Linked DNA regions of Sus scrofa: all the other regions are linked to region 3. The links are chromatin contacts, called in public Hi-C and promoter capture Hi-C maps. All regions are on one chromosome and are shown on one strand. Each heading gives the region's core, a stretch centred on a gene start, on an enhancer-like site or on the middle of the called end of the contact. The rest is flanking DNA. Distances are from core to core; before and after follow the strand shown. Region 1 holds the start of SYPL1 (synaptophysin-like protein 1). Region 2 holds the start of DNAJC2 (dnaJ homolog subfamily C member 2). Region 3 holds the start of LOC106504991.

Region 1 (2,700 bases), core at 89-2,588, 1.1 Mb before region 3:
AAAAAAATAAAATAAAAGAGTAAGCAGAAAAACTTGGATTATCACTTACCAGTGGTCTCAGATGCACTGGGTACCAATGTATGTTACTTTCCACTGATTCTGCCTTGAGGGGCATCTCTGATGCCTTTTTGTTTAGAAAGAGGAATCTGCCATCATTCACTAGGTGCCCACTGAACATAAATAAGGCTGTGCTGAGGACTGAGAAGTGGAAGTCAGGATAAAAAGAGTAAGAGTGTGGACCAGAAAATTGAAATACATTCTTTGCACTCTCTGGGAAGCAAGTAAGTAGGTAAACCAGTCTCAGATGAGAAAGGATTAGCTTCCTAGAAAGACAGTCAATAAGAGCGGAATGACTTCAATCGCAAGGAACCTGCTAATTCATAGATCACTGCTCAGACGTTGGTAGGAGATTCTACTGTGCGAAATTCCTTTCTTCTCCATGTATTGCTACATGGTGTTAGCCATCTTACCATACACGCCAAGCCGCCAGCATTCCAGCTCTCCAATCTTCCTAGATTTGGGGGAAGGCAGTAAGGAGATCATTACTTCGGGGCTCGGATAACTGGATGCCAGGAAGTGTCACCCAAGGCGACTCTTGAAGGGAAAGCAGGAATTAGTCTTCCGTAGAAAGACTCCAAGAGCTTCCCACGCGGAGAACTTAATGGACAGGGTAGGACAGGTGGGTAAGCCATTTTCTGGTAGGTATAACCTTTCTCCTACATCTCTCAAGCCTAACTCCAAAGATGGCTTTGACAAAGTTAATTTCCATAAGAATATTTGGTGAATGACGCTTCTGACAGAGATACCCTACACTTCTGTCGCTCAAAGTCCGTTGTTCTGCAATAACTTTCCACCAGTTTGACAACAGGTCCCTAACACCAGCCTTGAAATGCGGCTTCATCTGTGTCAATATTTTTTTAAATCCACCTAAAAGTTGGGAACTGTGGCGGTAAGCCGGAGGAAAAGAACTTGGTACGGCGAGGTGGTGAGACCACGAAGCGGAAACTTGGGCTGGGCGCGAGGTAACGGCCCCCGCTACGCAGGCGCAGGGTGGGGGCACGCATGCGCGACAGAAACCCGAACGCCGGGGGCAGGACTTGAGGGAAGGGGGCGCGGCGCAAGCAGCATGGCGTCCAACATCTACTTGGTTCGCCAGAGGATCAGCCGGCTGGGCCAGGTGAGGCCCAGGGAGGCACCGCCCCTTCCCTGCCCCTGCCCCGCCCCCGCCTCCCGCGGCCGCCCCTCCTTCTCTCCGCCCCAGCGCTTCGGCCAGCGGCTCAACCGCCGCCGCCCCGCCCCGCGGCCTCCCAGGTCCGCCTCCCAGGCCGCCTCCCAGGCCCGCCTCCCGGAGCCCGCCCCGCCTGCCCTTCCTCGCGGCCTGGCTGCTGGTCTCGTCCGTCCCCCTCCTCCTCCTGTCCGCCGTCCTGACTCTTTCCCTCCTTCCCTCAGAGGATGTCCTCCTTCCAGCTCAACCTCAACCCGCTCAAGGAGCCGCTCGGCTTCATCAAAGTCCTCGAATTGGTGAGTGCAGCCCGCTCCGGCGAGGCGGGGAATCGCGCCTCCGCGCCCGCTCCTGCTGCCACTACAGCCGGCCAGCGCCCTCGGCTGGGAGGTGGCGGGGGCGGGGCGGCGCCCCGGGATCCCAGACGCCGCCCCGCCCGGGCGGACCCCTAAGCTGCCGTCGTCCCCGGGACGGGACGGGAAGGGTCGGGACTGCACGCACGGGGAGGGGACGGTGGCCGCGGCCTGGGCCCGCGCGGGGCGGGGACGATGCGGTCGCGACGAATCACGGGTGCCTCGGCTGCGTCCGGCCGGGGGGAGCCGCCCTCCCACACCCAAGCTCACCTCGGTGTCCCGGGGGAGTGGTGCTTCAAATTTCTCTTTGGCTTCACTGCTTCCCGCAAGGGAAGAGAAAACTTCCTGTTGCGGTCTAACCGAAACCCGACGGACCGAAGTCGCTTTGCGGCCGGCGGTGCCTCTGTACCCGGGTGGAAAGGGTCAGCCTGTGTGTTGCTGCCCTGGGCTAACTTGAGGCCACGCTCCTTCGAAAGCTAGTGCGCCTTCCCAAAGTGATTTGACGAGCTCTCAGTTAATTTGCTTTTAAGATTGCCTCTAAGTTAAATATGGATAAAAGTAAACTGTGGGTCAGGGAAGCGGACGGGGGTAGGGGAGTAGGGGAGAGGGTCTTTGAACAAAACGTGTTCTTGATAGTCTGATCCACTTAAACACAAGTTAGGAATCGCCATCAAATTTATTTGGGGTATTTCCCAGCAACATCCTGCAGTCAGGGAACACTCTCAATCATTAACATCAAAGGAGATTTATTACTTCGACCTTGGTAATGATCAGTCACTGCGGAGGAGTTAGTGAATGCACCAGGCACTGCACATTACCTTCAGACTTCGTGGCCTAGCCCGTGTTCCAGGGCTGGTTTTTAGGCCTGTATTAATAGGCAGCTGGCGTCTGTACAGCGTGCAGGCAAGTTGCTTTTACAGCTAGCCGTATTTACGTCCGTAACTCTTCAACCCCATATTTTAGTGATAAACTGGTGAAGGGTAAGAACTTCTGATTCCCCGTTTTAAATAACCTGCCGAGGATGTTTCTTAAAGTAACACGGAAACTCAACTTTTCTAATTGGGTACTCAGTCTGATCTCCTTCCTACCCAAAGTTTCCTATGTTTCTCCCCAGTTTTTACTTGG
Region 2 (2,700 bases), core at 167-2,666, 1.6 Mb after region 3:
ATGTTAAATCTCTGTTTTTCACTAGGTGAATGAGTACCTCTCTCAGTGGGAAAGAGTAAGATGAAAGGAGAGGAAGTGCTCTCTCTGATGGGTGGGTGGAAACTAAGAAAGGGTGCTAGAAGAGGTTGAAAGTATTTAGGGAGGAAAGAGTGAGAGACAAGACAACCAAAAACCACCATAAAAACATTTAAAAAGAGCCTATAAGGGACAAAAGAAAATGGCATAAAGAGGATTCTATAAGAAGGGCTACTGTGAAGAAATCAAGTACAGAAGTGCTGCGGGTCAAGGGTCAAGTGCATAGTCTCTAAGGAGAGTAATCCAGGACTACCTGTAAAGATTACCACTTCATTTCTAAAATTTACCCTACAGCTTGTGTTTGTGCGTGTGGTCAAGGTTATATGAACAAGGTTACTCATTGCTCTATACTGGCCAATAGTTTGGAAGCAAACGAAACGTCCATCAGCGCTGCTGAACACCTAATAACTGGGAATACCATACAGACAACACGGACTCTAAATGATATGAACTTATCCCTAAAGCATACTAAGACGGTCTTAAAAGGCACAGGTAAATCATGTAACACTTATGTAGAAAAATATAAAAGGAATATATAGGCAAACTTGCTTGTATATACATAGCCAATGTCTAGAAAAATAAAGCAAAATGGCAACATCAGTTGCCTTCGTGTGTAAGAGGTAGCTAGGGTCAAGGATGAGACACTTTTCAATCTGTCCTTTCCTGTCCTTAGGGTTTTGAACCATGTGAATTCATGTCAAAGAAATGTTTTTTAAAAAAGAAAACAATGTCTCAGGATCCTGGCAACACAGTGATAGCAGCAAACTGTCACCTGAGGGGGAGGTAAGACAGTAAAGAGGATCCAGCGGGGTTGACCAAGCGCCGCCAGGAGAACATTTCGAGGCCTGCAAGGCCAAGAGGGGTACATGACTTAAAGCCTGAGAGCTAAATATAAGAACTTCGACCAGCTGGAGATGAGTATGGAACTTAGAGCTGGAAGAGGGGAACGGAGAAAACAGGGAGGTCAACCCGGCCGCCGCCCCCAAACTAGATCACTAGCCCCACAAAAGCGACGGAGCGCCAAGCCCGGAGCAGGAATCCAGCCCCCACACCCCACCCCTCACCCCGGGGACCAAGACTGGTCCCGCCCCGGCCCGGAGCTCCAGCCGGCGTAAACTGACCTCGGATGGGCTTATCGTCCTTCTCATCTTCTTTGGTTTTCCGCTGATCGGCACCGAGGTAGTCCGGCATTTTAGGAGCTCCAAGTGCCTCGGGACCCGTGTGATTACACAGCACCTTCCTCGTTTCCGGTGGTGCCCTCCCTCTCCCTTCCCCACCGGAAGTAAAGCTGGATCTGCGGGCCCTTTTACAGCCGCGCCAGGCGGAAGAGCGCTCTGGACCCGCGCTGGCTTCAGATCGCAGTTAATGACAGTACGTGGGATTTCCTGTTGGAAGGAAGCGTTGGTCTAAGGTCTAACCTGGTCCCGCACCATGGGCAGTTCCCCGAGCAACAGATTTCAAGACCAACTCAGGCTCAGGTGCTGAGTTTAAATCCTGCTTTAATCATTTACTCTGTACTCTTGGGTAATTTCTTGAATTTTGGTGTTAATTTCCCCGTGAACTCACAGCATTGTGGGTGCATAAAATAACAGTGTGAAGTACGTAGCATAATTAGTTACGCGATGAGTACGGGCTAGATTTACAAATAGAGTGAAGGTAAATAGGAGTTGTTCATTAATTTGATGTTAACAAGGGATGAGAAAGTAGGTGGTTTCAATTTTTGAGCCTGCTGCCATACAGTGATAACGATGGTCAGGGTAAAGAGCAGGTTTTGAAAGAAATTAATTTGGAAGATGAGGAATGGAAGAGAGCAGTTAGGAAACAATTGTAGAATTTAGAAATGAAAACAGTAATAATAATGAAAAGCCTGACCCTTCTGTACACAGTCCGTAGAGTAAAAATGCAACCCACAGGATGGGAGAAAATATTTATAACTCATATATCTGGCAATAGGTTAATATCCAGAATACATAAATAAGTAAAACTCAATAACAAGAAAACAAACAATTGGTCTTTTTTCAACAAACAGTGTACTTGAATGGACATCTCTTCAAAGAAGTTATACAAGTGCTTAATAAGCACATGAAAAGATGCTCAACATCACTAGACCCTGGGGGGTTGCAAATCAAAACCGTGAGATACCACTTTTTACCCATTAGAGTGGCGACTACCCGAAGAAAAAAGTGTTGGGAGGATGTGGAGAAAATGGAAACCTTGTGTACTGCTGGTGGGAATATAAAAAGGCGTAACCACTATGGAATACAGTATTGCAATACCTCAAAAAGTTAAAAATAGAATTATCAAATGAACCAGCACTTCTAGTTCTAGGTATATACACAAAATAATTGAAAGCAGGGTCTCAAAGAGGTATTTGTTCTTCCATGCTCACAGCAACATTATTCACAACAGTCTAAATGTGGAAGCAACCCAGGCAACAGATGAATGGAAAAATAAAATGTGCACACAATGGACTGTTATTCCCAACCCTAAAAAGGAAAGAAATTCTGACATATTATAATTGTTAAGACATGATCCTGAGTAAATAAGTCACAAAAAGATCACTGGTGTGTGATTTCACTTATATGAGGTACCTATAGTAGTCAAATTCACAGAAATTTAAAGTAG
Region 3 (2,700 bases), core at 150-2,649:
GATTCTGATATAAGCACAAAATGGATTCAAGACCCTATTATTGATATGGTTTTAATTTAAAGTCTACTAAAACAGACTAAATCCCACATCCCATAACAGGTGGGATAAATGGGCATGTTTGGGAAGGAAAAAAAATTAAGAACTACAGCCTCACTTTTTTACTTACAGAATTCTGACAGCATGCTAGAAGACAATTTCAAAGGGCAACAAAGCATGGAACTCCACTTTATCAAATTCACAATTAATTAATCTAAGGAATTCCTAAGGAATGCTTTAATATATGGGAAAAATGGATGCAAAATATAATAGTGAGAACAAGTATCTCCACACCCAGTGAAGTAACAGGTTTAGGCTTGTTTGTACAGCTCCCTAAAAATTAAACTCAAAGAGTACAAAAACCAAAATTCAAAAAACTGGTCAAGAGTTGGATGGGAAACGTTCCACTCCAGATTAAAACGTTTAATCATACAAAATAGTGTAATACTTTACACTTGCTAAATATTTTAATTTACTTTGTTACTGAATAATAGACGCTTGGGCTAAACCAAACAGAAACTGTTTTTTGTCCCCAAATAATTTTTTTAAAAATATTCAAGAACACCCAGCCTCATTACTGAAATTTCTAAGGCTACCTGAGTGTTTTTATTTTTTTCAAAAGTGGTGTCATTTCATTTGCCTCTCAGGAAAAACCCATAAAATTAATCAACTAAAACACAGCATTGTAATTTGCAGTAAAATCAACACACTTGTGTAAACGGATTGGGGAAGAAAAAAAAAAACAAAAACCAGTCTTTTCATGTAAACATAATAAGCCTGTAATATGCTGCAGACAAACGCACTGCATGGGGTGTGGAGGACCCGAGCTGATTAGATTACCACAACATCAGCCTGGGGCCGCCATTTTTAGAATCTGTAAAGGACAAAAGAGGGAAATTTCACTTTTTACTGCCCATCTCTGAGATTCAAGGAAAAAACGGACTGTCTGCCAATTAGGTACTGATGTCTCCAGTCCAGAGTTGAATGCACCTCACTTAATTCTCTCCAAGGTCTCCAGAACTCCAAATACCTTACGCTATTCACATCTCTAAAAAGGGGGGGAAATGGGCAAAACGGGGTTTACTCTAAAGCTAACTCCAGCGATTTCCCTTCGACTTTAAACTGTATCGTTCTTGAGACAGAGTCTGGCAAGAACGGATCTCTACCGAACGGAGGCCGGTGGAAGAGAGCCCTCCGGATTGTTTTCTCTCTCCCCCTCCCCCGTTTAGCACAGTGAACCGTTTGTTTCTCTTCTGTGCCTGCTGCCACAGTGTTTGTGCCAATCCCTTGGTCAAAATCAGCTTTCCTGAAATGTGCCATATTGTGGCTTCTAAGCCTCCGGTACAGTAAAGGACGGCGATAATGCAAGAGGAGTGGGGGAGGAGACTGAGAAGGCTGGGTACTGGGGTGACCACCTCAGGGGCGGGTTTACCCTCTCCCGGGGAAGATGAGGAGCGGTCTCGTTCTCCCACAAAGGGAGAGACCCAGGGCGTTCTTTCCACCCCCTTTGCATTTATGAGAAAATTAAGCCACAGACTGCCCGGCAAGAATGGAAGTAGCAGAAGAAAATGGGGCCTATACGGGTTCCCAGCACCTGAACAAGATGCGGCAGAGGAAAGGGAGAGCTGGCAGCTCCTGGGACCTCTTCGAGCACAAACCCCACTAACAGTCAGAAGCCTCCCTCCTCACCCAAGCGGCCCTAACCCGCTGCCGGCGAGGAGTGCGCCCCCTCCCTAACTCCCACTCTCTAGGGGGTTTAACTGCCAGTTTCCCCCTTCCCCAACCCTAAAACCCGCCATAATGCTCCCTTTCTAGGGACAGGGAGGAAAAAGAATAAATTCGATTCAAACGAGCAACGTCTTGCCCCCGCCAAGACACCTGAGAGCCAACGTCGATTCCCCCCCGCCCCCCCGGAAGGATAAAGATGAGAAAGCCCCCTCCCCCTGGAAACACACGTCTCTCCATCCCGCAAGCCCCATGAACTCCCAAGGAGACGACAGGCACTGACCTGCGATGTTCACACACCAGACACCCGAACCCCGTTATGTGCTCGACCCCCAAGGAGTCTCTCCACACCTCCGCGGTCAGGCGACCCCCCGATAGCAGCCACTGCGGACACAGGACCCGGCTCCACACACCCCTCCCCAAACAGCAGCGCGAAGCCTCTTCACCAGCAACCGAGGAGTAGGGGAGGGGGCACCGAAGCAGTCAGCAGGAACGCAGAGGCGACGGCGAGGCTGCTCAGAGTGTCTATGCCCCCTCTGTTGCCGCTCCCGACTCCGGCACGGTCTCCGACTCGGCCCCCTGCGCCCGCTCAGTGTCACTGCCGCTCGCTCTGGGAAAATGGCGGCGACGGCGGCGGCGGCCGCGGCGGCGGCGGCGGCGGCGGCCGCGGCGGCGGCAAGTGCACGGGGCCCGCCCGCCCCGCTCCGCAGGGGCAGAGGGGGAGGGGACGAAGCTGCCTGCCGCCATTTTGCTTGTGGGCTGCTGCCCGCCGTTGCCTCTCCAGGGAGGCTCGAAGACGGCCAACTGGAGGCAGAGAGGTGGACAGAGTCTCCGTCTGTTTCACAACAGATGCATTCAACAATTCACTGAAGGTTTGGGGAAGTTTCGGAATTTGGTGGGATTGGTTCTTTATCCCTTTTCCCTGAGTAGCCCTCAAGT

What was found. Promoter capture Hi-C pulls out the DNA fragments that hold promoters and counts their contacts. A called contact is a pair of places that touch in the nucleus more often than the background predicts.
Region 1: a contact with region 3 is called in a Hi-C map of liver, with 3 times the contacts expected there. The contact joins the promoter of SYPL1 here to the promoter of LOC106504991 in region 3. A contact is called at or near these places in 1 of 5 promoter capture datasets (liver) and 2 of 47 Hi-C or Micro-C datasets (heart right ventricle and liver).
Region 2: a promoter capture Hi-C map of liver shows a contact between it and region 3, with 2.5 times the contacts expected there. The contact joins the promoter of DNAJC2 here to the promoter of LOC106504991 in region 3. A contact is called at or near these places in 1 of 5 promoter capture datasets (liver) and 1 of 2 datasets of contacts at active chromatin or transcription factors (alveolar macrophages).

Annotation. Positions count from the first base shown.
Region 1 is chr9:105,983,810-105,986,509 of Sscrofa11.1, reverse strand. SYPL1 (synaptophysin-like protein 1) reads left to right here and starts at 1,338. Exons shown (of 5, transcript XM_021063515.1): 1 at 1,338-1,521. The coding sequence starts at 1,453. LOC106504993 (a long non-coding RNA gene) reads right to left here and starts at 1,250. Exons shown (of 2, transcript XR_002335905.1): 1 at 50-1,250.
Region 2 is chr9:103,361,315-103,364,014 of Sscrofa11.1, reverse strand. DNAJC2 (dnaJ homolog subfamily C member 2) reads left to right here and starts at 1,416. Exons shown (of 17, transcript XM_005667716.3): 1 at 1,416-1,553. It overlaps PSMC2 (proteasome 26S subunit, ATPase 2), which reads right to left and starts at 1,331. Exons shown (of 12, transcript NM_001245008.1): 1 at 1,197-1,331. The coding sequence starts at 1,266.
Region 3 is chr9:104,911,504-104,914,203 of Sscrofa11.1, reverse strand. LOC106504991 reads left to right here and starts at 1,399. Exons shown (of 3, transcript XM_013979822.2): 1 at 1,399-1,704; 2 at 2,010-2,633. The coding sequence starts at 1,399. The region is part of intron 1 of KMT2E (histone-lysine N-methyltransferase 2E); the gene reads right to left.